2 separate regions of the Drosophila melanogaster genome follow, and region 2 is linked to region 1. The links are chromatin contacts, called in public Hi-C maps. All regions are on one chromosome and are shown on one strand. The core of a region is the stretch at or near the end of the contact, and the rest is flanking DNA. Distances in the headings are between cores, read along the strand shown.

The links. Hi-C and Micro-C count contacts between places; a contact is called where the count stands out from the background.
Region 2: a Hi-C map of the S2 cell line shows a contact between it and region 1, with 5 times the contacts expected there. A contact is called at or near these places in 92 of 107 Hi-C or Micro-C datasets (the Clone 8 cell line, the D17-c3 cell line, the Kc167 cell line and 28 more) and 4 of 7 datasets of targeted methods (the Kc167 cell line and the S2 cell line).

Annotation. Positions count from the first base shown.
Region 1 is chr3R:19,093,303-19,100,480 of dm6, reverse strand. It overlaps CG6040, which reads right to left and starts at 3,520. Exons shown (of 8, transcript NM_142524.4): 1 at 2,936-3,520. ATPsynD (ATP synthase, subunit D) reads right to left here and starts at 5,481. Exons shown (of 2, transcript NM_001300472.1): 1 at 5,407-5,481; 2 at 4,210-5,084. The coding sequence starts at 5,072. The coding sequence ends at 4,536. It overlaps cdi (center divider), which reads left to right and starts at 6,211. Exons shown (of 9, transcript NM_001260262.2): 1 at 6,211-6,792. It overlaps mRpL55 (mitochondrial ribosomal protein L55), which reads left to right and starts at 5,576. Exons shown (of 2, transcript NM_142523.4): 1 at 5,576-5,839; 2 at 5,896-6,087. The coding sequence starts at 5,663. The coding sequence ends at 6,042.
Region 2 is chr3R:19,131,380-19,138,557 of dm6, reverse strand. Cyp12a4 (Cytochrome P450 12a4) reads right to left here and starts at 3,400. Exons shown (of 4, transcript NM_142526.4): 1 at 3,278-3,400; 2 at 2,626-3,116; 3 at 2,118-2,565; 4 at 1,422-2,056. The coding sequence starts at 3,349. The coding sequence ends at 1,457. It overlaps Cyp12a5 (Cytochrome P450 12a5), which reads right to left and starts at 5,910. Exons shown (of 4, transcript NM_142525.4): 1 at 5,802-5,910; 2 at 5,178-5,668; 3 at 4,678-5,125; 4 at 3,854-4,625. The coding sequence starts at 5,873. The coding sequence ends at 4,026. It overlaps CG6040, which reads right to left. Exons shown (of 8, transcript NM_142524.4): 8 at 6,629-7,178. The coding sequence ends at 7,097.

The DNA of each region.
Region 1 (7,178 bases), core at 2,271-4,770:
CCAGATTAGAAAACACGAATTCGCAAAGTTCAAGTTTGCAATTATCGGCGAGCAGTATCTACAGCTGTTGCTGACCGAATGAGACCCAAAAAAAAAAAAACAAAAAACAAAAAACATGTGATAAATCACCCGCAACGGAGGCGACTGATAAGGATTGGGGCCAGACCCCCAAGAGACCCAGACCTGTCATATCGCTTTTCTCCCAGCTTGTTGTATTAATCAATCACGTTTCGCTTATCGCCCACTCAGCATGGGAATAAGGTGGAGAAATGAGATGAGGTTGAGGCTGTTGAAGAGAATATGGGAAACGAGAGGGCAGTGGAGTCCATGACCACAGACATTTAATCTGCATCGTCTCGATTATTATGCAAACGGCAATGAAAGCAAACAATTTTAAGGCACACATTTGGTAAACAATGAGCGCCGCACACCGACAAAATGGTATATAAAATAATCGAAATAAAACAAAAGCAAGTGCGTGCTTTGGTTTGGGGGAAAAGTGGAAAGTTTTTGGCTTTTGGATGCATAATTATTGCGGCGGTGCTTATTTCACTTTAAATTTACTGCGTAACGCAACGCTCCTCCCCTCTGAAAAATTCGTGCCAAAATGCAGTTTTCCCTTTACAAACTTCTTGTTTGTTCAGCTGATTTGCCTTCTGTTTGCCTGCGTTTGGCACGTTGCTAATAAAGCAACAGTGCGCCGCAACAAACAAACAAGTGAAAAATCTCGAAAGATTGCATAAAACGAAGAAAACAAAGTGCAGCAAATGAAATGCTCATATTTGTGCCATTTGGCCGAACGAGTTTTGTGAAAGTACGAGTATCTAGCGGATAGTTAATTCGAATTTACGAACGCCCGCCTGTCCGCACCATCCACTTTGTATCACGATTGCACTCGATTCGAACTGGGATGCTATGGTATGGTATGGTATGGTATGATATGGTGTGGTGTGGTATGGGGTTGGGCCACCAAGCCCGTGGCAGTGCAACACGTTTCTCTGTGGCAATTTCTGTTTCTTTTCGCAATTTTTTTTTTATTTTTTTTGTATCTTTTGTCCAGTACCAGACGTCGCCTTTCGCACTTTATTGACAATTTCTTTTTGGTTTTCTCGAACGTGCGTAGCTATTGTCGTTGATTGTGAAAAACCACACAAGCAGCAACGAAACCGGCCAGCGGTGTAATGAAATGCGAATTTCATTCATGGCAATTGGCTATGAGTTACGACTCGAATGCAGTTGGCAAACAACATCCATAAGAGGGGGGCAAAGGGGCAGAAAGGACGTTACCATGCGATGGCCATTAAGAGAACGACTTTGCTAGAACTGCCAAGTTAAATAAAATCCAACTAAAGCAAAGAGACTTTTATTTGATTATGAATTGATTAATTTCTTCTTCCGTGGATCTCTAACAATTGTTTATGCTAATGCCAGTAAGTTTATTTATCTTCAAATATTAACAGCATAAATACAGTATAAGAAATCATCTTCCAGCTAATGAAAAAAAGATTTATCTAAATTCACGCTTTCTGAAAACACTATATGTATAAACGATAACACCGAAAAATAAAATATTCAAATATTTACTCTAACCAGAACTTTGAGTCATTAGTAAATTCTATTATGCGATCTAAGGCGGACTTGAGTCATCTAAACCAGTGGCTTTGTCACTTTTCAGATCGGTCATAGCTAACATTCGTTAACTAACTCATCTCGAATTACCGATTTACATTCCTAAGACTTCCCAGCCAACTCGTGTTTATTTTATAAGTGAAACCAAACCCGTTTGCAGCACATATTGTCGAAAATCGCATATCAAATGACATAAATGTATTAGCAATGTATTTGTTTTTGCCCCCACATCCGCTGCAGTTTTTACTTAGCGCTGCTAAAGGAGAAATTTTCTAAACTCAGTTATTTAAATTGAGAAAAATAAATATCCGTTAAGGTGTTTATGCCGACGGGCGCACAAAAAGCAACAAAAGCCGAAATTGTGGCTTCAACGTAAAAAATTTCACAGAGTCAGCGCCGGTCAAAACAGCTTTAAAAAATGCCAGCAAAAAAAAAAAAATAAAAAATATGCCAGACGAGTAATAATTATCCAAAGAAATTATAGTCCCCTCGAGTGTAAAGCGTATGCGTGTGCGAGTGTGTGTGTGTTTGTCTTTGCATCGGTGAAATGCGAAACTGCGAAGGTGCTAAAAGTTATGCTGCCAGACGGCGGATTATGAAATATGGAAGGCATGCCCCAAAACAGAAGGACCCCAAAGAAAAAAGGAATGTAGGAGCTCTGTAATCGCGCAGTTCAAGGGCATTCATTCCCTATTTGGGGCTATGTTATGGCGACCCATCGAATTGGCAGTTATAAATTTGGATTAAGATTTCAGCGCTTGATAAATTCCTTTTCGGGAGAGTCAACCGAAATTAAACTGATCGGGCATTAATCACACTTTTTTAATCGTATTAACATTTTGTTTCAGTTAGATATTGATTTCAAATTGCAACATTCTAAAACAGGTTTTGGGATTAAACGTTTAAAATCTGAAGTTTAGCCGCCAGATAATTTCCAAAATAGGAAATTATTAATTATGCACATAGCTTTTGTGTGAGAATGCTTTTTTGTTAATATATTTTTTAACGATTTGTACGATCATTCATTACCGGAAATTGTAATTGTAATGTAAACGTACAAACAAACTACCAGTACTAGGTATTGTTTAGTCGTAAACCTTTTGTAATGCATTCTAACTCGCCTCGGCTGTGTTGCACTTTTGCAGGCCTATTGATCGTTGTATTAGCCACATCTTGTTAACTCGTTTGCAGATGTCGAGGAAAAGGGAATGCAAAGGCTGCCCCTGCGAGTTGTGTGTGTATGAATATCCCCCATTATAGTAGACTTTGTTGTTTTTGTGCGATGATGAACGATGGTGTAACTTACCCGGGCTGTTTGCAATCCGTACTTTGTGCTGTTGTTTTTGGCCGAGTAGATGCTGCTGCTGCAGTTGCGGTTTCAACTGACTGACAGTCGTTGGTTGGGGGCGTTCCAGGTATCGTTATCGCTTCCAGTGCGTTTTCCAGTCAGCTTTGCTTTTTAAGCTGTGTGTTGTGTATGTGTGTGTGTGTTTCGATTTTTACCTAAGCACTTCACTTGGAAGAAAAAAAAACCATGAATCACTTGCACGTTTTTCGGAGTTATTTGCTTGGCATTATTTGCCTGTTAATTGGTTTCGTTGTTGCTGAATATCGGTCGCAGTATTATTCTTCTTTTTATTTGTATTTTTTTGGTTTGGTTTGGTTTTGGTCGTTTAGAAAGTGGGTTAACGTTAACTGACAGAAGCGCGTCTTTTTAGTTGCGCCTTATGCAAATGGCGCGTATATTAATTCGATTCGAGATTGCTTTCGACTGGTGATGGCAAATTCCAACTTGGTTCAACTTTGTATCTCAGCGATTGATTCACATGCATGTACACTCCGATCGGATCGCTGCGTCTGGCGCTACAACTTGAGATTCCGCTTGAGACGTTTGCACTCCAACTCGATTCGCTCGCGACTGAACAGATCGCGTCGTGCTGCGCGGCATTTGCGGCTCCGATCACGAAGGTGCACTTCGCGGACAAGTTAAGACGCGCGCTGCTGCGGTTTTTTCCTCGCAAAAGGTGAGCTTGTTCGAGTTGGAGCGAGATGGCGAGAGAAACGAGATTTGAGCGGCGACTGAAGCTTTTAACGGCTTTCGGAGAGCCAAACAAGATGGCACTGCTTGAATTCTCTCAAAATAAATGCTAGCAGTGCTCAGTCTTTCAACCAATAAACATTTGAAAAATATACTAAGGCGATCGGGAAAATCCAGTTAGAATATACTGCCTGTAGTGCGGACACAAACCAAGGTAGAGGTTTAAAAGTATTAAAATCCAGCGGTGTGGCAATAAGGAGCAGGAATTCCCACTTACTGTGCCGCCTCTAACTCATCGACGCTAATTTGACGCACATTAAATTTCAATATAAAGTACTTTCGGAATTATTAAATTTTTTAGAAATCAGGAAGTGCTTTTCATTCCCAGAAACCGACATCTCTGGGAATTTATTTGCCACCGCCCACAAGAGGGAGCTTTAGTTTCATTTAGCAAGTACAACATCCGCATTTAGCGGAGTCTAGCACCACCATTGGTGCCGATTAGTAATTTTAATTTTTGTTTAAGTTTAAGTTTGAATTGTAGCCAATTTGCTTATTTATTTATTTGTGCATTTGATTTTTATCTATTAGCTTATAAAACTGCAAGGACCGGCTATCATTTCCAGTGCATTGGGCTGTCAAATTGATTGTTTTCTCAATTTATTTCATTATTTTGATTTAAGGATCCCATTTTCTTTATGCATATCCATCCAACAAGATGTCACATAGACAACAAATGCAAATTAGATACCGTAACTGTCATTTGAAATGAATTTAATTTGGGTAATTTACTTCAACGCGGATTACATTTCGAATCGAACAGACGACCAACGAAGCCAGTGTCAGAGTGCTCCTCGTGCGCTCCGGTTTAGTGGTGTCCCTGGGCTTCGGCCTCCAGCTGCTCCTTGGACTTGTAGCCGACCTGCTCCTCGGGAGTGTGGGGCCAGAAGGTGGGCTTGTTGAGGGGATCGAGTGCGCTATCGGGGAATGCGTCGCGGTAGTCCTCCATGGTCATCTGGTCGTAGGGCAGCAGAGACTTGAGATGGGCGATCTCCTTTTGGTAGTTCTGAATGCGCTGCTCCGAGGCCTTCTTGTAGGCATCGATTTCGCTCTGCGACGCCTTGATCTCGGCATCCACCTGGGACGACACCTTGTCCTGGGGATAGGGCACCTTCAGGGCTTCGTACTGCTTCTGGAAGCTATCGACGAGTCCGGCCACTGGCACAAGCTTCTTGTAGTTGGCCCAATCGATCTGGGGTGGGCACTCGGGATTGGCCAGCACGGCGCGCACATAGATGTCCGACTTGGTCTTGAAGGCGCCGAAGCTGCTCTTCTGGTTGGCGGGCACGCGCTCGGCGAGAGCGGACCAGTTGATCGAGGATTGGGCGATACGGCGGGCGGCCATTCTGCACAGATACTGCAAGACAACAACAAAAGCGGGGATGAGGTTAGGTTTTTGGGTTTATAGAGGTGGTAAGTGATTTCTAGGTGTCCTGGAACTGTGCAGCGATATTCTTATTAGTTGAAATGTAATCTCTGCTTCTTTAGTTGCAGACTTATCGACATAATGCACGGCGAGTTATGCTCGCAAAAATTATGTAATTTTTTTCAATCCTCAATGTTCCTTCAAACTAAAAACGCGTTTGCAGTCCTTTCCTCGAGGCTTGCAGACTAATCGCTGTTGTAGCCCAACCGTGCGCTTTTTTTTTATTATTTTTGCAGTGTTTAACGTAACGTACTTATATTTTCAAGGAGAAAAATAAGAATTTCTGCCTCTGCAACCAACACTTACACTTTGAGTACGAATGTGACCAGAGCTGGGGAAAATACCACATAATGTGGAAACTGAACCAGGGCTACCACAGATTCTTAATAACTAATTTAGGAGTCTTTAAATCTTACCCTCGGGTCGGTCACACTATCAGCTGCCTGGCAGCAAAAACACGATTTAAGTGTAGCTCTTATTTAGTGTAAATATTGTGATTATCAATTAAAATGTTGCTGAAACAGTTGCCCCAGGCTGTTCAGCAGATACGCTGCATCTCATCGGCCACGACGGCGGTTACCAGGCTGCATCGCTCGGTTTACTGCCGGCTATATCCCACAGTTGTGGTGCAACCCGATGGATCCACGATAAACATCCGCTATCACGAGCCCAGGAAGATTATCAAGGTAACGTTAGTTACTATAACTTAACGAAACCATAATTAACGAGTACCATCTACTAGCTTCCCTTGGATCTGAGCACCTTAACCGATGCGGAGCGCAGAGCGAGATTGGAGGCCCGCAAGCCGCGCAAGAAGGTCAAGATCATGGAGGAGGTGGAGGACAACTTCAACGCCAAGAAGTACATGAAGTACATCAAAAAGAAGTAGCCGCATTTTATTCACTATTTGTTAAATAAAACACGAAAGCCCGTTATATAATTGTTTTAAATTAGAATTAAGAAATTGTGCTCGTTATCGATAGTGTATATCGCACATCTGGTATTTTTGTTATCGGTTTCAGCATGGGCCCTCCACTTTTTTCCACCATCCCACAACGGTCACTCTAATCGAGTCGGAAAACAAAGTCGGACGTCTAGCTGCGCGTCGCTCCCGAAGAACTGTTAATTTGTGGACGCTTTTTCGCGAGTGCAGACATAAATGAAAGCAACATATCTTTAGCTCCATTCCAGACTGGATCATAGGCTATAGCCCGTTAGAGCAGTGCCAGTGAATCGGTTACCGAATTATAATCTCGCTCTGCGTCGGCTGAGTGGTAATGTTGAATGGACAGTCGCGTCTAACAAAAAAAAAAAAAAACAAGTACACACAACCAACGACGAATGCACATAAACAAGACGAGACAGCAAACGCAGAATCGAGTGAAAACCTATTTTAAAACACCAGAGCTATATTTATTTTGTTGACGCTCAGGATTTTCGGTCCTCGCATTTGTGATGTCTGCGGGTGCGTGTGAGTGCGCGAGTGCGAATGTGTTGGTTGCATATCACGGCGGATGCGAATAACTGCAATTGCAATAGAGAGCAGACACATACACACAAACACAAGCATAATTGGATTATGGCCACACGGCAATAAGAACGGAGGGAGAGAGAGAGAGCAGTCGCCAAAACCAAACGGGTAAATAAATAGTATTAGCAGAAATCGGTTAAAAGCCAGAATTAAATGGATTAGACCTGTGCTATCGTTGGCATTTCCCCATCGCTGTGTGCGTGCGTGTCTGTGTGCGGAAGCAACCTAGAGATGGGCCTGACCTTAGCTTTCGCACACTGCCTGCCAAAAGTTGCCACCCGCTGCTTTCGCTGCATCTTGACACAACATGGTTTTCAAGGTTCTACCGAGATAAAAACACAAATATAATTTCGTAACGGGAAATGCAAAATTGTCATGTACTATTGTATATTTAAACATTTAGAATTGAGGGTAAATAGGTTTGCAATCTTATATTTTAACTTACGTTGATTGTATTTTGTCTTAAATATAATAAAACATAATGCGTAAATAAT
Region 2 (7,178 bases), core at 2,151-4,650, 38 kb before region 1:
ACATAAGAATTTCTTTATTTTATATAAATACAATACTAATATTTTGTAACACCACCTTTGGCATCAATAACTGCTTGAAGTCTTTTTGGTATTGACCTTACCAAAGTTTGTGCAAATTCTAATGTCAATTTGGACCAAATCTCCGCTATTTCAATGATGGCTCCCTCTCGTTTTCTATTTTTATCAATAGTTCGTTGGTTTTTAATAAAAGCCCAAACGTTTTCAATGATATTAAGGTCTGGGCTTTGGGGGGGCCACGGAAGAACCGCCAGATTAAGGTCGTTTAAAAATTTTGTTGGTATCCTACCCTTATGGCATGGAGCATTGTCCTGCTGAAGAATCCATTCAGTAGTTGGAAAAAGTCTATTTCCAGACGTAAAAGCATGGTTGTTTAAGATAAGAAGGTATCCGTTCTGATTTAAAGTTCCTTTTATCGGTACCAAGTCTCCGAATCCATAATAGGAAAGACATCCCCAAAACATGACTGTGCCCCCACCAAATCTATTGGTTGGCTGGGCTGCCAAATGCTTTTGATTATTTTTCAAATGCATAAAATGCTTGCTGTATGACCCCTGGTACTGAAATGCAGACTCATCAGTCCATAAAATATTAAACCAAAAGTCAAGAGGCTTCTTAACATATTCCAACGCAAATCGAAGACGTTTTGTTTTGTTGGTTGGTGTGATCTCAATCGTTTTGCGAACAACGTATGTCTTAAAATCAGCTTCTTTTAGCCTGCGACGAATTGTAGAACTACTAACTTGTTTGCCAATTGTATTTTTTGATTCTAAGGCAATTTTTACCGGACTGGCACTAGGATTCTTCGCCACAACTCCAAGTATTTGCCTGCATTGCCTTTGGTCCAGCACAGGTTTTCGGCCTGATCTTTTTTTATTTTTTAATGTGCCAACTGTATCAAACTTTTTTATTAAGTAGTAGACAGTTCTACGCGAAATTTGATATATTTCAGCTATTTTGGCCGCAGGTGTACCGGCTTTAAACCTAGCAACAATACCAGCCCGGGCCTCAACTGTTAACTCTTTTGTTTTGGGCATTTTATTTAATAACTGTAATAGGAAAATGATTAAATCTAATTTTTATTCAATAATTTAAATGTATTTAAGCAAACAAACCGGCACTTGTCACTCTAAACCAATCACTGAAGAAGAAATTGCGTTGTGAAAATAATTGTGATGCGACGAAACCGTGTGCAAATACTTCTGACAACTGATAAAGATCTCTTCATTTGCCTCTTCCTTGCGCATAGGAACAGTTATTTTTTCAATTCTTCTTTCATCTGACTCTGCATAGGTTTGAATTTGCAAAAGCAAAAGTTTTTTTGCATTTCACCTCCCCCCACTTGCTGCACAAGCAACTGTTTGTGACCCATGCACAAAAATGCACTTTGTGAAAATAATTTTGACCATGACTGTATATCGCTTTTAATATCTATAGGTTAGTTTGGTAAATCGATGAATTTAAACTTGAGCGGAATGTTTGGCAAGTTGATCAATGCAGATCGGAACGCATTCTCCGTGGGATAATTGAACTCCACGTTGAAATTGCGAATGAGACGAGCGGTACCCAATTCCAGTTCCATTTCCACAATGCGTTTGCCCACGCACATCCGTGGTCCAAATCCGAAGGGCAGAAATACGAATGGATTCGTTGACTTCAGTTCATTTGCCGGACACTTCGATTCCGAGTCCTTGGGACTTCGCAGCCAGCGTTCCGGCAGGAACTCAGATGCCTGTGGGAAGTACTCATCCCTGGTCAGGGCATTCAGGGGAACAATGTTCACGTAAGTTCCAGCTGGCACTCGGTATCCACTGAGGACAGCATCTCTGGCAAGGACGCGAGCATTTCCCACAATCAGGGGATGCAATCGCTGGGATTCCTTTATGCAGGCACGCAAATAGGGAACGTTCTTCATCGATGCTTCAGTGAATTCGGAATTCTTGTTGGGCAGCACCTTCATCACCTCCTCCCTGAGCCTGGCCTGCTTCTCGGGATTCTTGGCAAGGCACAGCAATAGTGCTGTAAAGGTGCTCGATGTCTGGAATGCAGGATGTTGAATTACACGACGCCTTCTTAAGATCGTACTACCAATAACTCACCGTATCAACTCCTGCCATTAGCATATCCATGGCCATAACAGTGGCCACCTTTCTGTCTACCTTCAGCAGTTTCTCGAGCACACTTTGTTCATTCTCCGGACGCACCACGCCCTCCTTGGCCTCCTTATCCAGCCGTTCTATAGCCTCATCAACGTAGGCCAGAGTTACTTCCTGAATACCATCCAAAGCTCGCATCAATCGCTTCAACTTGGGAGTTTTAATGTAGCGCCAGGGCGAGGGCTTCATTTCCAGATCAATGGATACTATAAAGAACTCATCCAGGTAGTGGAAAAGCTTGAGGGCCTCGCTTTCCTTATTTGAGTTCTTGAGCAAACCCAGTTGCTTATCCAGGGCCACCACGGATACGGATTCCAAGGTCCAGCGGTTGATGGTGTCTATGAAGTCGTCGGGAGCCTCAAGAGTATCGGGATCTCTCAGTTCGAGAATGCTGTCGAGAAAATTGGTTATCTTCGGTGTATGAATTACTATTCTTGTGAAAGTATCTTACCGCTGAACAAACTCCTGGTTGACTTGCGACATCTTCTTGTAATACAATCGCACATTTTTTGGCTGCATAAGCACGGGATTAACGACGGTTCTAAAGTCGCCCCATGGCTTGCCCTGCGTCGGAATGACGCCCATGACGCCCTGGTAGAAGTCCTTCCTGTACTCCTCGCGGTGGTAGAGCAATGTATAGTTGCCTGGACGATTGGGCCACACACCCTCGTTGCGAAATACCACCTCGAAGTCCTGGGGATTGTGGGTGCTTAGGAATGGTGGGTTACCCATAATACCTGGCATAAAGAATATATCGCCGTAGTCCTGTCTCATCGCCTCAAACATCTCCATCAGTTCCATGTTCTTGTATTTCCCACCCGGCATGGACATTTTCATCGACAATGCCCACATGTTGAGTCGAGGGATCTGCTCAAATGGCTTAGCCTGCAGCCATTCCGAATCCTCTCTAGCTTCTGCAGTCGCCACATTAGTTTGCCAGCGCTGGTAATATAGTTTATTGATATAAATATATAGTAATATTTTGAAGTACTCCGTATGCTGAGCAATTAAACAACAAAATAAACATATGAAGCAAAACCAGCTCTTGATAAACGGGCTTATAGTTCCTAGATTAGTTGTTTATATTAAATACAAGTATTCACCTTTTGAGTGGCGAGCGAGAGAGTCGCTTTTTGCGACTGAATTAATGATAGAGCACTGCGAACTTTTAGCATTTTTGCGATGATTAGAACTTTTCCGGCTCACCGCCCAAACAAAACTGTGAAACGAGAGTTCGTTCTACTGGCTTTAAATCCTAAGGCCGCGCGAGCTTTGCCGCTTAATTGGTTGATAAGAGCACACAAACAGAGAGATAGCGACCCCACAGACAACGGGCATATAAACAGGTTCCAGAGAGCTTATTTGGTAGTTTATAAAAAAAAAACATTTATTCAATTAATAATTGAGCAAAGAGTTCGTTAGTTTTTAATCAAATTTAAAAGGATAGAGCAAGTATGTAGAATTAATAACTGTTAAATTAACATGTTTAAATGGAACTTTATAACAATAGAACAAACACAAATAACATGGCCGTTAACCCTTTCATATCGGTCAGTGTCAATGCCAGCAATTTTTTTTTCACCATGACTATTAATAATAATTTCATGCTGGGGAAATGTATGGCCATAGCTACATTCTCTCTAGATATTCATTAGTAAAATTTCAAAGCCTTTTATTTTGAAATCTGTGCAATAGTTATATTTAAAATATTTTCATCTTTTATTTGTAATATTTGCAAACAGAGGGACTTATAAACATTTCATTGCAATGATGTATATATGTAGAAAAAGCATTCGTTTAACAATACTTATTATCTTATCACAACAGATATCTAATATATTGTAAAACGTATTAGTTGGGCACATCTGTAAACTTAAACTTGAGTGGTATATTGGGCAGGTTGATCAGAGCGGAGCGAAAAGCGTTCTTTGTGGAATGGTTGAACTCCACGTTGAAATTGCGAATCAGACGAGCGGTACCCAATTCCAGTTCCATTTCCACGATGCGTTTGCCCACGCACATCCGTGGTCCAAAGCCGAAGGGCAGAAATACGAATGGATTCTTGGTCTTCAGATCGTTGGCCGGGCACTTTCCGGCAGAATCGCTGGCGTTTCGCAGCCATCTCTCCGGCAGGAACTCCGTGGGCTTTGGGAAGTACTCCTCGCTGTACAGGGAATTTATGGGAATCATGGACACAATCGTGCCAGCTGGTACCCGATAACCACTAATTACAGAATCCCTAGTCAGTCCGCGGGCATTTCCAATTACAAGAGGGTAGACACGCTGGGATTCCTTTATGCAGGCACGCAGATAGGGAACGTTCTTCATCGAAGCTTCCGTAAACTCGGAATCCTTGTTGGGCAGCACCTTCATAACCTCCTCCCTGAGCCGGGCCTGCTTCTCCGGATTCTTGGCGAGGCACAGCAAGAGAGCCGTAAAGGTGCTCGAAGTCTGGATGGCAGCAAATATATTATACACTCCATAAATTTGTATGATCACTTACAGTATCCACTCCCGCCATGAGCATATCCATGGCCATAACGGTGGCAACTTTCTTGTCAACCTTCAGTAGTTTCTCGAGGACACTCTGTTCATGTTCCGGACGGACCACACCTTCTTTGGCTTCCTTCTCCAAGCGTTCGATCGCCTCATCCACGTACTTTAGAGTAACTTCCTGAACACTATCCATTGTTCTGAGCATTTTCTTCAGCAGTGGTGTCTTGAAATATCTCCAGAGAGAGGGCTTCATCTCCAGATCGGCCGAGTGCAAGAAGAACTCGTCCAGGTACTTGAAGAGCTTGGTTGCTTCGCTGTTCTTCCCCGATTCCCTAAGTAGACCTAGCTGCTTATCCAGGGCCACCACGGATACGGATTCTAGAGTCCAGCGGTTAATGGTTTCCAAGAAATTGCCAGGCACCTCCTGAGTGCTGGCATCCCTTATTTCTTTAATGCTAATGTAAAATATTTAAATGCAGAAAATTGAGAAATGTTTTATGTTCTTACAGCTCCACAAATTCCTGGTTAACCTGCGACATCTTTTTGAAGTACAATCTCACATTCTTGGGCTGCATCAGCACGGGATTCACAATGGATCGAAAGTCTCCCCAGGATTTTCCCTGCGAGGGAATGATCCCTTGAACACCATCGAAAAAGTCCTTTCTGTAAACCGTTCGATGATATCGCAGTATATCACTGCCCGGTCTGAATGGCCACACACCTTCGTTGCGGAAAACCACCTCAAAGTCCTTTGGGTTGTGTGTCATCACTAAGCCATCCCTTCCCATCATTCCGGGCAAAAAGATTATGTTTCCGTAATCCTGGCGCAAGGCATCAATCATTTCCATCATCTCCAAGTTCTTGTATTTCCCACCGGGCAGTGCGCTTTTGGCGAATAAGGACAAGATATTTGCCTTCGGAATCTCTTCGAAGGGCTTGGCCTGCAGCCATTCCGGATCGTTTCTGATCTCAGCTGTTGGCACATTTGTCTGCCAACGCTGGAAAATGATCCAATCAAGAGTTATGTATTTTTCATGTAAACATAAACATATACACATTATTGTATATTCTCATTTCAATTTATTCGTAAATTGCCACTGTTTTTATACCAAAACCTTATTATTTGTTTACCTGTTGACTTGCAGAGAAGACGATGGGTTTTTGCGACTGAAGTATATTAAGTGCGATACGCCCTTTCAACATTTTGCACGCTGCCTAATTCACGGTCAAAGTGAAACTACTCATACCAGTTGTTCGTTTTATAAGCTTTATATTTCTGTGGGGCCGGGCGAGCTTTACTATACATTTGAGGAAAACAGCAACCTAAAAGATACTTTGGAAGAGAAAGAGAGCAACGAACAGGTTCGCGTGTATTTGAGAATTGCTAACGAAAACATATGGCAAACATTCGGTCATTAAAATATACATATGTATATTTCTGGGAATTAGTACCGACTAGAATATACCTTTTCTTTAAGATATATCTTTAATAGATAGGAACTAAGCATTAAATAGTGGTGGAGAATTAAAAAAAAGATCGACAAGTGCATAATATATGCATATTACATATGTAATAAATATCGACATATGTGGTATGACCATTAATATCATAGTTTTTCTGACACATGATAGTTAAAGCCCACTATCGAAAATACCCATAGTTATTTGAATCGAATAATAAGTATTATCGCTGATGGGATTGGTCAAATTTATTGGCATAGGTTCAAAACAATTGTTCGAAAGAGAGTAAGTTATCGAGCGAATATTTTATCTAATCAGCTGTTTTCTTGACGCCAATTCAGCTGACAAACAATTTTCAATTGCAAAATTTAAGTTTATAAGTATAAAAAATTGCATCAGAAAATTTGAACATTCGATCGCTGATTATGCGAGGTACGTATTTTCTTTGAAGCGAAATATGATTATCTTTATTCTGAAGAATAAAAGCTCTGGGTTTTAGTTTTCCATTTATTTATTTAGACTGTATTTTATTTATGTTTACCATATATGCATGTATGTATTTGTTCAAACACCAAAAAGTTTAGTTTTGCTAATCAAATTGTTGGCATACCCATAGATAGTTGCCATCTTATGAAGTATACAACTTTTCGTCCTCGAATAGTGATATATAAATATTCGTTTAGATTAATGACTTAACAATAGATTACTAATAAATTAGAGTTGCACAAATCGTTTGAGTTTGCATTCGTTAAGCATATTTTTACATGACAATTTCCGCGCGAAACAATTTGGCACGCTGGGCAAAGATATAGATATATGTATGTACGTATAGTATGTTTTTATGGAGCAATTCAGAAGATATTATTCGTTGACTCTAAGGACTAAGTGTCTATGACAGTTTCGTATATTATTTAAATGATAATTCCTTTAGCATTGAGCAGGCTTAACTAGCAGACTGAGTGGAACTAATCCTGGCTGGCAGATCCATTCATCTGCTGGTAGTTGCACACGATCTTTGCTGCATCGTTCATCATCTTGGCCGTGGAG